Linked DNA regions of Mus musculus: all the other regions are linked to region 1. The links are chromatin contacts, called in public Hi-C and HiChIP or PLAC-seq maps. All regions are on one chromosome and are shown on one strand. The core of a region is the stretch at or near the end of the contact, and the rest is flanking DNA. Distances in the headings are between cores, read along the strand shown. Region 1 holds the start of Tbx3os2 (T-box 3, opposite strand 2). Region 2 overlaps Gm7538 (predicted gene 7538). Region 3 has its middle 35 kb from the start of Gm31190. Region 4 has its middle 48 kb from the start of Gm42016. Region 5 has its middle 29 kb from the start of Gm7538.

Evidence for each region. A called contact is a pair of places that touch in the nucleus more often than the background predicts. HiChIP or PLAC-seq counts read pairs in DNA pulled down with a chosen protein or histone mark.
Region 2: a Hi-C map of uterus shows a contact between it and region 1, with 2.4 times the contacts expected there. The contact joins the enhancer-like site here to the promoter of Tbx3os2 in region 1. A contact is called at or near these places in 1 of 39 promoter capture datasets (embryonic stem cells), 4 of 484 Hi-C or Micro-C datasets (the C2C12 cell line, embryonic stem cells and uterus), 6 of 115 datasets of contacts at active chromatin or transcription factors (craniofacial prominence, embryonic forebrain, embryonic limb bud and 2 more) and 1 of 9 other capture datasets (embryonic stem cells).
Region 3: a Hi-C map of uterus shows a contact between it and region 1, with 2.5 times the contacts expected there. The contact joins the enhancer-like site here to the promoter of Tbx3os2 in region 1. A contact is called at or near these places in 6 of 484 Hi-C or Micro-C datasets (the C2C12 cell line, nephron progenitors, palatal mesenchyme and 2 more), 9 of 115 datasets of contacts at active chromatin or transcription factors (craniofacial prominence, embryonic stem cells, fetal liver and 1 more) and 1 of 9 other capture datasets (embryonic stem cells).
Region 4: an H3K27ac HiChIP or PLAC-seq map of embryonic stem cells shows a contact between it and region 1, with 6 times the contacts expected there. The contact joins the enhancer-like site here to the promoter of Tbx3os2 in region 1. A contact is called at or near these places in 2 of 15 datasets of contacts at CTCF or cohesin (both in embryonic stem cells), 27 of 484 Hi-C or Micro-C datasets (embryonic stem cells and trophoblast stem cells), 12 of 115 datasets of contacts at active chromatin or transcription factors (craniofacial prominence, embryonic stem cells and stem cell-derived neural progenitor cells) and 1 of 9 other capture datasets (embryonic stem cells).
Region 5: a Hi-C map of the N1E-115 cell line shows a contact between it and region 1, with 5 times the contacts expected there. The contact joins the enhancer-like site here to the promoter of Tbx3os2 in region 1. A contact is called at or near these places in 1 of 39 promoter capture datasets (embryonic stem cells), 6 of 484 Hi-C or Micro-C datasets (the N1E-115 cell line, embryonic stem cells and uterus), 6 of 115 datasets of contacts at active chromatin or transcription factors (craniofacial prominence, embryonic basal ganglia, embryonic limb bud and 2 more) and 1 of 9 other capture datasets (embryonic stem cells).

What each region holds. Positions count from the first base shown.
Region 1 is chr5:119,689,904-119,692,603 of GRCm38.p6, reverse strand. It overlaps Tbx3os2 (T-box 3, opposite strand 2), which reads left to right and starts at 1,386. Exons shown (of 3, transcript NR_040416.1): 1 at 1,386-1,596.
Region 2 is chr5:119,192,568-119,195,294 of GRCm38.p6, reverse strand. Gm7538 (predicted gene 7538) reads left to right here. Exons shown (of 3, transcript NR_046033.1): 3 at 1-982. Among named protein-coding and RNA genes, the nearest start is that of Gm7538, 6.1 kb to the left of the region's middle. Within about 2 kb of position 1,409, at least 3 of the 459 cell types and tissues checked have an H3K27ac peak or open chromatin away from gene starts, as enhancers often do. A contact at or near this core is called in uterus, where this site is marked.
Region 3 is chr5:119,264,471-119,267,170 of GRCm38.p6, reverse strand. No RefSeq gene overlaps it. Among named protein-coding and RNA genes, the nearest start is that of Gm31190, 35 kb to the left of the region's middle. Within about 2 kb of position 1,435, at least 33 of the 459 cell types and tissues checked have an H3K27ac peak or open chromatin away from gene starts, as enhancers often do. A contact at or near this core is called in palatal mesenchyme and uterus, where this site is marked.
Region 4 is chr5:119,372,847-119,375,546 of GRCm38.p6, reverse strand. No RefSeq gene overlaps it. Among named protein-coding and RNA genes, the nearest start is that of Gm42016, 48 kb to the right of the region's middle. Within about 2 kb of position 1,311, at least 8 of the 459 cell types and tissues checked have an H3K27ac peak or open chromatin away from gene starts, as enhancers often do. A contact at or near this core is called in embryonic stem cells, where this site is marked.
Region 5 is chr5:119,228,069-119,230,768 of GRCm38.p6, reverse strand. No RefSeq gene overlaps it. Among named protein-coding and RNA genes, the nearest start is that of Gm7538, 29 kb to the right of the region's middle. Within about 2 kb of position 1,313, at least 18 of the 459 cell types and tissues checked have an H3K27ac peak or open chromatin away from gene starts, as enhancers often do. A contact at or near this core is called in the N1E-115 cell line, where this site is marked.

The DNA of each region.
Region 1 (2,700 bases), core at 137-2,636:
GGGCTGATGCTGTCAACGTGGTTCAGGGCAGCATCCAAAGACATCTTAGGTTGTCTCCCAAAGCGTCTGTCTAGTGGGCAGATACCAGAGCTAAATGGCACTACCCCTTCCTGAATTCATAGACAGGACATCCCTGAGCTCATAGAACCAGCCAGTTGTCACCAGTGCCCAAGTTTGAAACCTAGGCTGAGGGAGCACTGGGAGAAGGAAGGTGACAATTTGGCCTTGAAATAGCTTGCTTCTGAAGAGTCGGGTGGCGTGCAGTTGAGAAAGGAGAGGCCAGGTCACTCCTGTCCGAGGAGGCCACTGAAGATGATGCTGTTCTATGATCATAGGACTTTTTGAAACGTGCTTCCGAGCAGGACTTTGGGATCATTCCCACTATTGGATAACTGGTAAGTTTGAGGTGAAGCAGACAGTGAATTTGATGAGCTCCAGATACGAGGATTGTGAAAGAGGGAGTCAAGGATAATCATTTAGAGACATCCACAGGAACCCAGTGGTCCAAGGACAGCTTAGAGACAATGAGCAGAAAGGTACAACCTGGGCATCATTCATCCTACAAGACCGTCATCTTCATCCTCACACAAGCTCCAAAAATTCTCTGCCATCAAGTTACATGCTGGTCCTTGGAGTATTTTAATTATCTAATAAATCGATAAAAATAATTAAATGACAAAATTAATAACTAAATCAATTAATCATAATAAAAATAATTAATAGAATAATTTAATTAACAAGTATGTATACAATGTATGTGAGTGTAAGCATGTGGATATAGCTCAGAGGACAGATTCTGGGAGTTTGAGTCTCCTTGCAGCTTATGAAGTACCCCAGGCTGGCCAGACTGTGACTTTCAGTTCTGACCTCCACTCCCACGCCCCATCTCCCCGTAGGAGTGCTGTGAGCTCAGATACATTCCTCCACATCCGACTTTTAAAAACGTGTCTTCTGAGGTTCACACTCAGCTGCCAAGCTTGCTCTGCCGGCACTATACACTCACCTCATGGCATAAGAGATGTTACACAACTTGATCAAGGTACCAAAGCAATATTGTAGCAAGGTACAAAAACAGGTCCTGTTGTTTTTATTCTACATCGTATCTTTGTGCCTCAGTACCATGTTTCCCTCCTTCCCTTACTTTATTTTTGTGCAACTTGGCATAGAATCTAGGGGCAAGCTCTACCATCCACCCCCAGCCCTCTTTCTTATTTTTAAGAGACTTGTTCTCTGCATTCGAAAAATCTCCGTGAACTTCTCCGGTGCAACCAGCAGATGGCAGCAAAGGAGCGGCTTAGCGAAGCCATGGGCGCCTGACTCACGCTGGCCGCAACTGCTCATAGCTTTTTCCCAAGGGAAGAACCCAGAAGCAGCTCAGGTAGAGTGCAGTTGTCGGTTGCCCGGTCCTGTTTTAACCTGAAGAAATCGAGAAGCGCCAGGAGGGTGCCGCTCCCATTCCAGTCATCTCCAAAGTGGTCCTGTTTAAAGACAGAGCAAAGGACCTGTATCCTCATCATCTGGAGAGGCAGACACCTACCTACACTTTATGACCTGCCTTCAAGAAAATCCTGGGGGCAGGCTCGGAGTGGAAGAGAGGTTGGTGTGGCATTTGTCTTGAGAAATGGGTGGTGTCTGGTGGGCAGGCTGGAGTCTCTTGAGTCAAGCAGGCAGCTTCCGATTTCATGGATGGTATTTTTGAAACAAATCTTGGGGCTGAGCAGGATACAGCCGGGCTGAGCTTACTCGTGGGGTAGCGAAGAGGCCTTCCTCCCCAGTAATCAGAAGGAAATAAAGAAAAACGGACCATAGATGTCCCCTTTGTTTCCTGAGCGTTTCTTTAGATGGTCATGGATTTTTTTTTTTTATGATAAGTCAAAAATTACACAGTAGTGGAGAAAGGTAGAAAACACACCCAGGCTAGCCTCTACCTTCTTCCTAATTCGAGGTCCTCTGTGCAGGCTTGGCTTGGGGGGGGGGGAGCCAATTACATATCACTGAAAGTGTTCCTGCGTTTTTGTTTTTTCTCATCTTTGCTCTGACTTCTATACAGGTGTTCCCCCAGGCCCCAGAGTAGCCTTCCTCCAACATCCACACAGGTATTTCCCAAAAGCCAACCCCACCCCACCCCACCCCTCATGTATGTCTTAGTGGAGAAAGTTTGGGATCCCAGAACTTGGAAGAGTCTGACGCAAGAGCACTGAGATTTGGTGGGGAGAGGGGTCCACGTGGGATGCAGGAGAAAAGGCTGTCATCAAACAAGATACCATCAAACAGAAAACTAGAATGTCCTGAGAGGGTTGGAGGGGGCATGGAGCAGAGGAAACCTGGCTAACCTTGACAGTATGGTGAACATTGAAGCCACATCCCCCCCACTCCACCCAGTCCCAAGCCGGGACCCCAGAAATCTCCCCACAAAAGGGCCTCCCCTACAGTTTCCTATACCTTCCACCCTGGCCTCTAGTGAGAAGTAATTTTGTTTTATGAAAAGTAGTTGCTTTTTATTGCCTGGGATAGCCTAGAGAGGGTGACCCTCCCAACAGGAAATTAACAGAGAACTCATTGAGGGTGATAATGACTGCTCATAATCATTCGGCTGATAAGTTAATATAACTGATTAATCAACTAATTATACAGTGCCCGAACACACCTACTTCCTTCAGCCTTCCCATTTAAAATAAGCAGGCTAAGACCAGGCGCTAC
Region 2 (2,727 bases), core at 160-2,659, 500 kb after region 1:
GCAGCCCTGCTGGACATTGGCTTCCACATCAGTGATAATGAGTTCTTGCTTCTGGCTTTCAGTACTATGGGCAAGTGACTTTCAGTTGCCTGAAGCCAGTGGTTCCCAAACCTGCAAATTCTGGGTCCCTTTAGTACAGTTCCCCATTTTGTGGTGATCCCCCAACCATAAAATTATTTCGTTGCTACTTCATAACTGCAACTTTGATACTCTTATGAGTCCTTATGTAAATATCTGATATGCAGGATATCTGATATGCTAACCCCCCCATGCAAAAGGGCCACTTGATCCCCCAAAGAGTCGTGACCCCCCCCCCAGGTTGAGAACCACTGCCTTAAAACTGCCATGTGAATGGTAACTCTTCATCGTAGTCATAGATCTGCCAACCCCTGAGCAGTTTACTGTTTCCTTGTCAAGAGGTCGGATGAAATCAAACGAGCCAGGACCAGGTGCCCAGCTCTGGCGCTCGCTGGCTGTGTAGCCTCTCACAGCTCCTGTCCTCGCTGTCAGCTTTCTTACTTACAAAATGAATGTAACCATCTTCCCATATGATTTGTAGGTAGGTTTGCATCAGCTGCTGTTCTCGTGATGGGGACTGAATATCTGATGAAAGGAAGGGAAAGTTTACTTGGGGGGGGGGGTCTGAGGGGACAGTTCCATTACATTTGAGATAGCAAGAGTGTGATGTAACTAGCCACATGGCACCATGGCCGCAAAGTGGAAAGAGACGAGATGCTGGTTTTCCCCTTTTGATTCAGTCCAGGATCCTGTCCCAGGGAATGGCGCTGCACGCGGCCCAGAGGGTGGGTCTTCCCACCTCACTTAAACCTCTCTGGGAATTCCTTCAAAGACTTACCCAGGGGTGCGTCCCTTAAGTGAGTCTAAATCCATAAACCTGACAGTTAAGATTAACCATCAAGGGATTAATAATGTGTTTTAAGTTCTTAGTGGAGTGCTGAATAAATGGCTGGACTGTCTTACACAAAAGGGTGCTTGCGTTTCTGATAATGGGCCTGACAAAGTCAACAAAACCAAAGTGACCTTTGACCTGTTGCTTCGGGAAACTTCTGGAAGTACTGAGTAGCACACCTCCGCTGCTGTTTTTGTCAGAGCACTGGGTGTCTCGGTTCCTTACAGAGGAGGGGTAGGAATGATACAAAGAAGCTCCAGGATTCTTCCAGACCCTCATTGGTTGAGAGTTTCAGAAACAAAGCGTGAGAACTGGACAAACCACGCATGGAAGCTGTATTTTAAGATCAGCCATCCAACAGTTGTTGGAAAGTCTGCCCAGCAGAGCCTGCCTCTATGCATCCCCCCCGCCCCCCTCCGCCGAGGCTGCACCCCGCCTCCCCGTCCCTCCCAACATCTGCAGCAGAACTGACAGGAAGAATTGGCAAAAGACAGTCCCCAGGGAGATGGTCATGTCTGGGAGAGTTCACATATCCACTCCCGTAAGCCTGGTGATGTGGCTGAACAAGGAATACACAGCGAAGAAGCGGTGGTGTGTGCACGTGCTGGGTACAAAGCCTGCTTCCTTCATTCCAGAGGCTAGAAAAAAAGCATCCTATCAGGCAGGAACAACAGCCACATCCCCAGACTGTCCAATCGGTCTTCCCAGGGCTCCTAAGCTCATCCTCAGAAAAGCTGCCATCCATCCACCTGCTAGTTCTCATTGCAATTAAAAAAAACAAAACAAACAAACAAACAAAAAAAAAACAAAACTTTAATGGAACAGACAAAAAAAAAAGTTGAAAATATAAAAGAACAACAGTAGACATTTGTGCCGTAGCTTCAGGGAGCTCAGGTGATGTGGAGCACGTTTATGGAAAACCTAAGATATTTCCAGAACCAACCAACCCAAATGGAAGGCAGAACTTCAGCTCAGCTCTGCCTTCATGTTACTGGTGGCTTCTCTTCTCCTGGGTTTCCCAGGGCTGAATTTAAAGGAGTGCTAGAAGCCCCATGAAGCCAAGTCTCTACCTAATGAAGAAGAAGCTACAGAAATACCCAGTGAGTCCCAAGTTTCAGGAAACCACAGAGATGTGTTCCAGTCTCTTGGCTCTTGACACTGGCATGCATGCCAAATCTCTGGCAGGGGTTGAGTTGGTAAAACCTGTTCTGACTTCAGGAGCTGGGGTGAAAAGCAGCTGGATTCCAAAGGCAGCATTGAGGCTGGGTGAAGTCTCTGCACCCTGGTGTTGAGTGAGCCACTGACTGTGACTATTGACATCTCTCACTGGGTCACTGAACCTCTGCCACCTTGTCTGGAAATGGGGACAGCAAGACTGACTGTCCTTGCCAGACTTCAGCACATGGGCGCATCTACTCTGCTCCTGGTTCCAGATGGTTTACACCATGGGATGTATTAGCCTCGGGCATAAAATTACGTTTGTTTACCTTGTGGCTGACAGGAAGCAGAGAAACAGAAAAAGGGACCATGGGCTAAGTACAAGCACGAAAGCTAACCCAGTCCTTGCAGTTAGGGCCCACGTCTCAGAGTTTTTACAGCTTCAAGACATAGCTCCATCCAGTGGGGACCAAGCATCCCACACACAAACCTTGGGGGACCCTGCTTCAGCTTTTGATAGCTGACTGTGGGAGCTAAAATGGACCAGTCAAGAATGTCATAAGTTGTCTGTGTATTATTAGCAAGAGATATTAATTTTCATGGGGGCACTTTCTTCATTTCTGTCACACTCTCAGTTCTGCATGGGGCTAATTCTTCCT
Region 3 (2,700 bases), core at 186-2,685, 430 kb after region 1:
GGAGATCAGAGAAGCACAATTCTAACTGGTTTCCTTATTGGAAAGACTTCTAGAAACATTCACCAAACAGTGTCAATGAGAACCACAGCTTTAAAATATTCTTTAATTAGTTATGCATATTTTATGATCAATATTTTATGTAACTATAAGCAAATGAATTCTCTGTACAGAACCGGCTGATCTCACATCAAGACTTGTTGGTCATAAACTTGACCTCAGAAGGGACATTCATAAATCTGCTGCAGCCCTGCATGGCATGCTTCATTCATTCTGGTTTGGTCTCTGGCTACTGAGATCCCGTGAGGCTGTAGACCCCACACTCAGTTGGAAGAACTTATCTTTTCCTTGTTTTAAATTATGTGGGTATGTGGGAGGTGGAGGGTTGTGCACATGAGTGCAGTGCCCAGAGAGGCCAGAAGAGGGCGTCGGATCCCGTGGAGCTCCAGCCACAGATGATCTGAATGGGTGCTAGGAACAGAACTGAGTTCCTTTGCAAGAGCAGCAAGTGCTCTTCAACACTCCAGCATCTCTCCGGATCCAAACTCCTGTCTTAGGATGACTGAAGCTCTGCACTTAGGCTGCCTTGACTGGTACTGCTAACCAGGTAAGGACCTCCCAGACAGACCCCAAACACCTTTTTACGAGCAGGGGAAAAGAAAGAAGAAAACTTGGGTCAAAGTCCAGGTCAGTGAGAAGGAAGGGGGCCATGTCTCAGCTGGAGTCTGTCGACTGGCTGGGAGACCCAAAACCACTTGCACATTTTGGTTCAACAAACCAGATGTTGAGCATGTAAACTCAAATCTATTACCAAGAAGACAGAAGAAACCCATTTAAATGGCTGTTTTCATGTCCAGCCAGCACAACATTGATGAAAATGGGAATTAGAGTCACTTGAAGTCGGATCTTTCACCAAGAGATGTCTTTGGTTACACGGCTCAACATCCTCATTTTGGTCCAACCGTGGAAGGAAAGTAAAGAGTCCCCAGCAGCCTTTGAAAACACACGTCTGAGAGCGAGGCTGTGAAATGGCCCATGTCTCCTCCCAGGCCTTTAAAAGCCTGTATGTATTAATTTGTATGTCACATCATTCCAACTGCCGTGTACCGTTTGCCCTTGGGGACTGGGGGGGGGAGGTGGGGGGGGCGGGAAGAGTCATTCTCCAGAATGTCTGCCAGTGTGAGCATCGCTGGTGTTAACTGGTATGCTTTGTTTTGTCTCTGAGCGAACATGTTCTTCTGCGTGTGTGTGGCATGCATTCAGGTTTGAACCAGTCCCTCAACATGTGCCAGGTTCAAATCCAGCAGCACTTGGGCCTGCTTTCCACGTGGGAGACCCCGACAAGCCAGTTAGTTGGCATGGCAGCCCTCTGCTGCTCCAGGACAGAGGATCCTTCATCCTTTCTCCCCTCTTCCCCTCCACAGTCTGGGACCACATCTCCCAAGAAGTCTCCTCCTCTTTCTGTCTGCTCAGTCATCAGTGGCAGCCGGCCCAAGACGGAGGTGTGTTTTACATTTGAGATGCATCCGCTTCTGGGACTCACTCAGTTAAGTTGATTGGGAAGCCCTGTGTTTCTGATCCAAAAAACACAGAACAAAACAAAAGAACCGGGAAAGAAGCAGATTTTTGCCCCCTTCTCTTCGTGTGGATTTTAAACAACAAATCTTTTCAACTTAGCTCGCAAGAATAAGAGAAAACGAGTGCTTGGCTCGTGCTCTCTCCACTGCCTTCCCTTGCAGGGTGCGGGCCTCCCAGCTGAGACATGATTGGATTATTGCGGATGGAGAGGCTGGACTCTTCCTCTGGGTCTGTTACTTTGGGATTCCTGCCCAGGAAAAATCGGAGCTGGATGAACGAAGAGACTGCTGAAACCACAAAGAAATTAAACCAGCACGCATCGCCGGCCGGAGCCCCGGTTTGGCTGGCTTACATTTCCAGGCTAAATGGCTGGAACTCTATCTTCTACCGAGAGGCTTTGAAGACATTTTGGCTAAGAAAATGTGCAGCAAGGATGGAGGATGTGGTTGGTTGGTTGGTTTGTTGGTTGATTGGTTGAGAGCTCAGCTGGCATTTCCAAGGGCTCTGGGTTCTGTTATGGCTTACACCAAGTGTAGTGGCACAGGCTATAATCTCAGCACTTGGGAGACAGGAAGATCGGAAGTTCAAGGCTATCCTCAGCTACATCATGAGGTCAAGGGCAGAGAGCACAATGAATCTTCTTTTGCTTCTAAAAACCTCTGGAGACAACTGATTCCCAGTTAGCATACCCCAACACAGAAAAGCCAATTTACAAAACAGACCCTACGCTCATTATTTGCAATCCACATTTCTTTGGGAATTTAAAGTATTTTAAAATTTAAAATAAATTTAACTCGCTGCTTAAACTTCTATCCCATTTACAAATCATGAGTGGCACCACTCTTTTGCTGGTTTTCAACACCTAATAACTGTGCTTAAAAATGACACCTCATTTTGCTTAAGCCAAGCCTTGTGGCATTCAGTACTCAGGAGACAGAGGCAGGTGGATTTCTGTGAGTTCCAGTCCAGCCTGGTCTACATGGGGAGACCTTCTTTCATGTATATATATTTCCCCCCAAAATGAAAAATGTACATTTTTAATTCAATTTTCTAAATAGTAAGCACTCAGAATTTTTATTATTCCCCCCCAAAACATCACATATTTAAAGTGGGTCTTTGGGGACT
Region 4 (2,700 bases), core at 62-2,561, 320 kb after region 1:
CTCTTCTACTGAGGGCGAAGACTATTCCCTCACATCTGTGAGTTTGGACCTGGGTAGAACTTGCATTGGTCCACACAGTACAAGGAGGTACAGGTTGAGCAGGGATGTTGAACATACTTAGCTTTGAGCTCTCTTTAAGCTACAGTGAAAAGGAGTGACCCGCCCTCACCATGTGTGTGTGTGTGTGTGTGTGTGTGTGTGTGTGTGTGTGTAGATGCACACATATGTGGAAGCCAGAGGATAACCTTGGGTACCCCTATCCCCACCCTACACAACCAGGATACAAGGGCTATGATGCACCTGTCTCCACCTCCCAGGCCAGGATGAGGAGTAAGTACCAATATATCCAGCCTTTTCTTTCTTTTTAATATCGGTTCTGGGTGTCAACCTTAGGTCCTCATTCACACAAAGCAAGCACTTTACTAGATGAGCCATCAACAAGCTGGACCATTCCTCTTATATCCAGCAAAGACGTTGGTCGCCAAGCAAAGCCCCACCTCAGCCCCACCCAAGGTCATTACAGACTCTCTTGTAAAACTTAAATGCCCATTGCTGTCAGCTGTTGGTTTGTAGAATGGCTTGTTATGCAACATTATTGTGGTAATAGCTGACTAATACACTCTCTCTTACAGTGTGTGGGAAGAAGGCAAAGTGGCCACTGGTTTCTTATTTCTTACATTTATTTGTAATATACGTAATGTACATATATTATGTACGTAAACTTTTTTTTTTTGGCATGCTTAGTCAGGAGAGCGGGAGTGAATCTTCAGAGACTTCAAGGGACATAATTGTCTCTTGGCCTGGAGACATAGGCCTGGGAATTAGAGATGCTTGAACTATATACCCTCAGACCTGACTCACACACACTGTCTGGGTACCAGGAGGTCATTTTTCCTTCATGGCTTTAATTTATTTTTCTATTAAAGCCTTTGAATCAGAATGACGATAGTTCATAGCAGCCCACTTAGATTTTTTTAGTGATGCTTGCTTCAAATACTTAACAAACGTAGAGGATGGATCCAGGCATAGGATGAACACTCTGTGATTGATTATTGATGTCTGCCACGAACGCAGGTTGTTGTTTTGTTTTGTTTTGATTCATTGTCCAATCTACAGCAGAGGATCTCAGAGTCTAAGAAGGCAGACAGTTGTCCTTATACCCTGACGGAGTTTGAGTTTGAGTGGGGTGGGAAATGAGATCTCCTGTGAACAGTTAAAAGCGGGGGTGGAGGCGGGGGATAGAGTTCACAGACAGTGCGAGGTCATGGCGACCCTTTTGTAAAATTCCTTGCATTTCCGCAGAGGGGTGTCTATGGCGAGTCGCAGCTGCGAGGGTAAAGCACACACCCATGGGCCCACCAAATGCTGGGGGATCTGAACTCACAAAGGCTGGGGCTTTAAGCATTAAAACTGATCCAGGAGCTTTTCCGAGACTGTGAGGGAGGCTGCCAGCTTTGGGTCTTTCAAGGCAGGTGCAACATTTTCTCATGTTGGGGTGACGGGTACCATTTGGTCAATAACATAAAAGCGCCCAACCTGTGGCCAATCGGCGCTAAGCAAGAATCAAAGCAGAGACATGCAGCCCTCCACACGCGCATGCGCGGCCTGTTGACTGTGGGGATGTGATTGGCTGCTCGCAGGTGTTGGTTTTGGACACCCACCCCTTTCTAAATCCATGCCTACACCTGGCATGGCAGTTCTGTCTGCAGCTCCTGGATTAGTCACTAAGCATCATATTTAAAATGTTTAGAGAACACGGATTCAAAGATTAATCTGCTCGCAGGATGCTTTTGAGAAAGCCATCGGCTTTTTTTTTCTTTTTTCTTTTCTTTTCTTTTTTTTTTTTTTTGTGATCTGCTTCTCAGAGTTCAATGTGACCACCTGCTTGTTTGCTGTCACCTTGTGTCTGGCCGCTGTGATGTGTTCCAAGGCAAGAGGCAGATGGAAGGAGTGATTGCTAGGATGGAAGCGCCCTCCAGCCAAGCATGTCTGGGAATAGCATGGAGCAAGGAGGAGAAATATGACACCCGTTATGTCATTTGCTCTTCGGGGTTTTGGGGTTTGTTGTTGTTGTTGTTGTTTTGTTTTGTTTTGTTTTGTTTTGTTTTGAAATGGAGTCTCATGTATTTCAGACCGGTCCTCAACTCTCCATTGTAGCTGAGGATGATCTTGAACTTCTAACCCTTCTGCTGCCACCTCCTAAGTGATGAGATTACAGATATTCAGTAGGTCCCGTTCACCCTCTATATACATTTTGATGGTGTGGTAGAATATAGATAGGTGAGTGTTGGTTACCCAGAATGCAGATGAAGGATAGGGGGATGAGGGGACGTGACTGATATCCTTTCCCGACATGCAATGCGTCTAGTTCCTATGTTTACTTATTCCTAACCATGGCTCCTGGGTCACTGATTACTGTTTGCAGGGGTGATTCGGTGAAGTCTCGGATCTGCAACAAGCTCAGCTCTTTCTTAAACAGAATGAAAACGACCTGGAACACATCACAGAGGCCAGACACAAAGTGTCAGCAAACAAGCGGGTGGTATAGTTGAACTCAGAGGAGCAGACCACAAAACAGCAGCAGCAACAGCAACAGCAACAACAACACAATGAATAATTACTGTTGACTGACCACTTACTATGTCACTGAGGCCCAGTTTGCCTTCAGATTCTATAAGGGCTAGTCTGATGGCTCACACC
Region 5 (2,700 bases), core at 64-2,563, 460 kb after region 1:
AGAATCACTGCTCTCTAGGTTCATGTATTTATTCCATGTCCTGGCATCTTCCAGGAGTCTCCAGCTGACAATGTGTTGTTAGGGTTTTTTGTTTGTTTGTTTGTTTGTTTGGTTTGGTTTTTTAGTAGTAGATAGTATTAAAGAGTAAGGAAGAGGGCTGGAGAGATGGCTGGGTCTGCAAAGTGCTCACAAGCTCAATTCCCAGAATTCACACCCCAAAGAGCTGCCTGTGGTCTGGTGTACATGTAGTTTGTAATCTCAGTACTGGAGAGGGAAAGACACATTGATATCTGAGGCACTCTGGACAACCAGAATAGCCTACTAGGCAAGTTCAGGGTTAGTGAGAGAGACCCTGTCTCTAAAAACAAAGTAAAGATCACCTTATCACCTATAAAACAACACCAGAAACCCGTGTGTGTGTGTGTGTGTGTGTGTGTGTGTGCACGCGCACGCGAAGAAGAAGACAGAGGGAGGGAGAGAGGGAGGAAGGGAGAAGGGAGAGAGAGACTGGGAGTAAGATAAAGTTTCTATTCTAGTATGATTTTATTGCTGTGATAAGACACTGACCAAAACCAACTCGGGGGAGAAAAGGGATTATTTAGCTTACGAGTCACACAGTCCATCGCTGAGGGAAGCCGAGGTAGGAACTCAAGGTAAAGACAATGAAGCAGAGACCATGAGAAAATGCTATTTACTGTCTTGTTCCCTGGCTTGCCCATATTTTTCATCTATCAGCAATTAAAACCATGCTCCCATAGCCATGACCTCAGGCCAATCTGATGGAGGCAGTTTCTTGGTGAGGTTTCCTCTTCTCAAGTGTGTCGAGTTTGTGGGAAGCCGCCCTCACATTCGCCGTTGCAAGATGGCGCTGACATCCTGTGTTCTAAGTGGTAAACAAATAATCTGCGCATGTGCCAAGGGTAGTTTTCCACCCCATGTGCTCTGCCTTCCCCGTGACGACAACTCGGCCGATGGGCTGCAGCCAATCAGGGAGTAATACATCCTAGGCGGAGAATAATTCTCCTTAAAGAGGGACGGGGTTTCGCTTTCGTTTTGGGCTTGGGGCTTGCACTCTTGCTCCTGAAGATGTAAGCAATAAAGTTTTGCCGCAGAAGATTCCGGTTTGTTGCGTTCTTCCTGGCCGGTCGCGAGAACGCGTGTAAGACGAGTTGGCAACCAAGATTAGCCATTACAGACCCCAAAGGCACACCCACAAGAGCGTACTTCCTTCACCTTCATGGGCAACCCTCCTGCTCACCACCCCGTGGTGTCTGTATAGAACCACGGATGTGCTCTGAGCACAGGGCTGAGTTTATAGGTGGCTGGGAATCACATGGGGTGAGACAGAGATGAGACATGGGTTGTCTCCTCAGGTGCCTGGGCAGAGCAAGTCCACAGAAGAAATGAACAAGTTTCTGTCAGTGTTAGCATCGTCTGGGCTTTCAGAATCATGGCCTTGAAATGCCAAGGGCCCTGTGAAGGCATTTGGGTTTTTAGATGGACCCTCTTTCTCTGTCACTGTGACCAAATGCCTATCAGGGACAATCCAAGTGGGGAGGGATCAATGGTGGTCCACAGTTTACAGGGTGTGGTTGCTCCTGACAGCCAGGAAGGCATGGCAAGTCCAGCAGTGCCCTTCTTGGCTCTGACAGTGGGAGAGTTTGCATGAGGGCAGTCAGCAGGATGTAAAGCTGGCCTGTGACCTGCCTGCTCCCATGGCTGGATGAATTCCACCCAATACTCTGTGTCTAAAAGGTTCCCACTATATCCTCAGAGAATACCACTAAGCTGGGGGCGTGGAGGAGGTGGGGGCGGTGTTTAAACACAGGAGCCTGTGGGAAATACTTGCCAGTTGAACCATCAGAGCACCCCTTCTGGAATCTGTGGGTCCTGGAGTCAGCCAAGGAGCCTTGCTTCAGGGAAAAGCCGAGCGGAGCTGAGTCAGACATTAGCCATAACTCACACACTTCCGGAACACACTGAAGAGACTTGAACTCTGGAGGTGAGCATCTCAGAAACACCCAGACAGAGGGGGAGAAAGAGATGAAGGTAATGTGTGCACACTTGGGACCAGGACTTGGGGTGTTTGACGATGTAAACCAAGCTGACCCAAGATCTCAAGCTGCCCTTTTGTACATAATTAGAGAACCCAAGATCTATATTTTCTTTTACACTGTGGGTGATTACTCAAGACTCTCGGGGCTTTCCCTGGAGGTGTTGGGAGGAAATGTATTTGGTGTTCCTGCCAAAGTTCTCTCAGTCACGAATGAGGCCACTTAGTAGGACCAGCTCCCATCAATACATGATTAAGTACAGACGTGCCTGGATTCCAGGTGATGAATTAAGATCTTCTTATTGGAAAACAGAAGCGACTGATTAATACTTCAATTCCCATCCCTATCAACCAACAGTGCTCGTGCTGTGTATAGTGGGGTGGATTTGCAGAGCTGGACTGGGGTTCTCCTGTTAAATATTAACTAAAATCACGTTTGAATTTCTGCAATATTTCTGGGTTCCTGGGTACAAAGCCAGACACAGACTCAGGTAAATGACGGTAAGGCACAAGCATTTAGAGTGGACACGTGAATTGTCACGTAAACACGAGTGATCAGGGAGAGGGATGTCAAGAAAAACTTTCATTAGCGTCCCCCTAAGCTGGTCTTAACAGCCTGGTGTAATTTGGCTAATGGAGTCTGCACT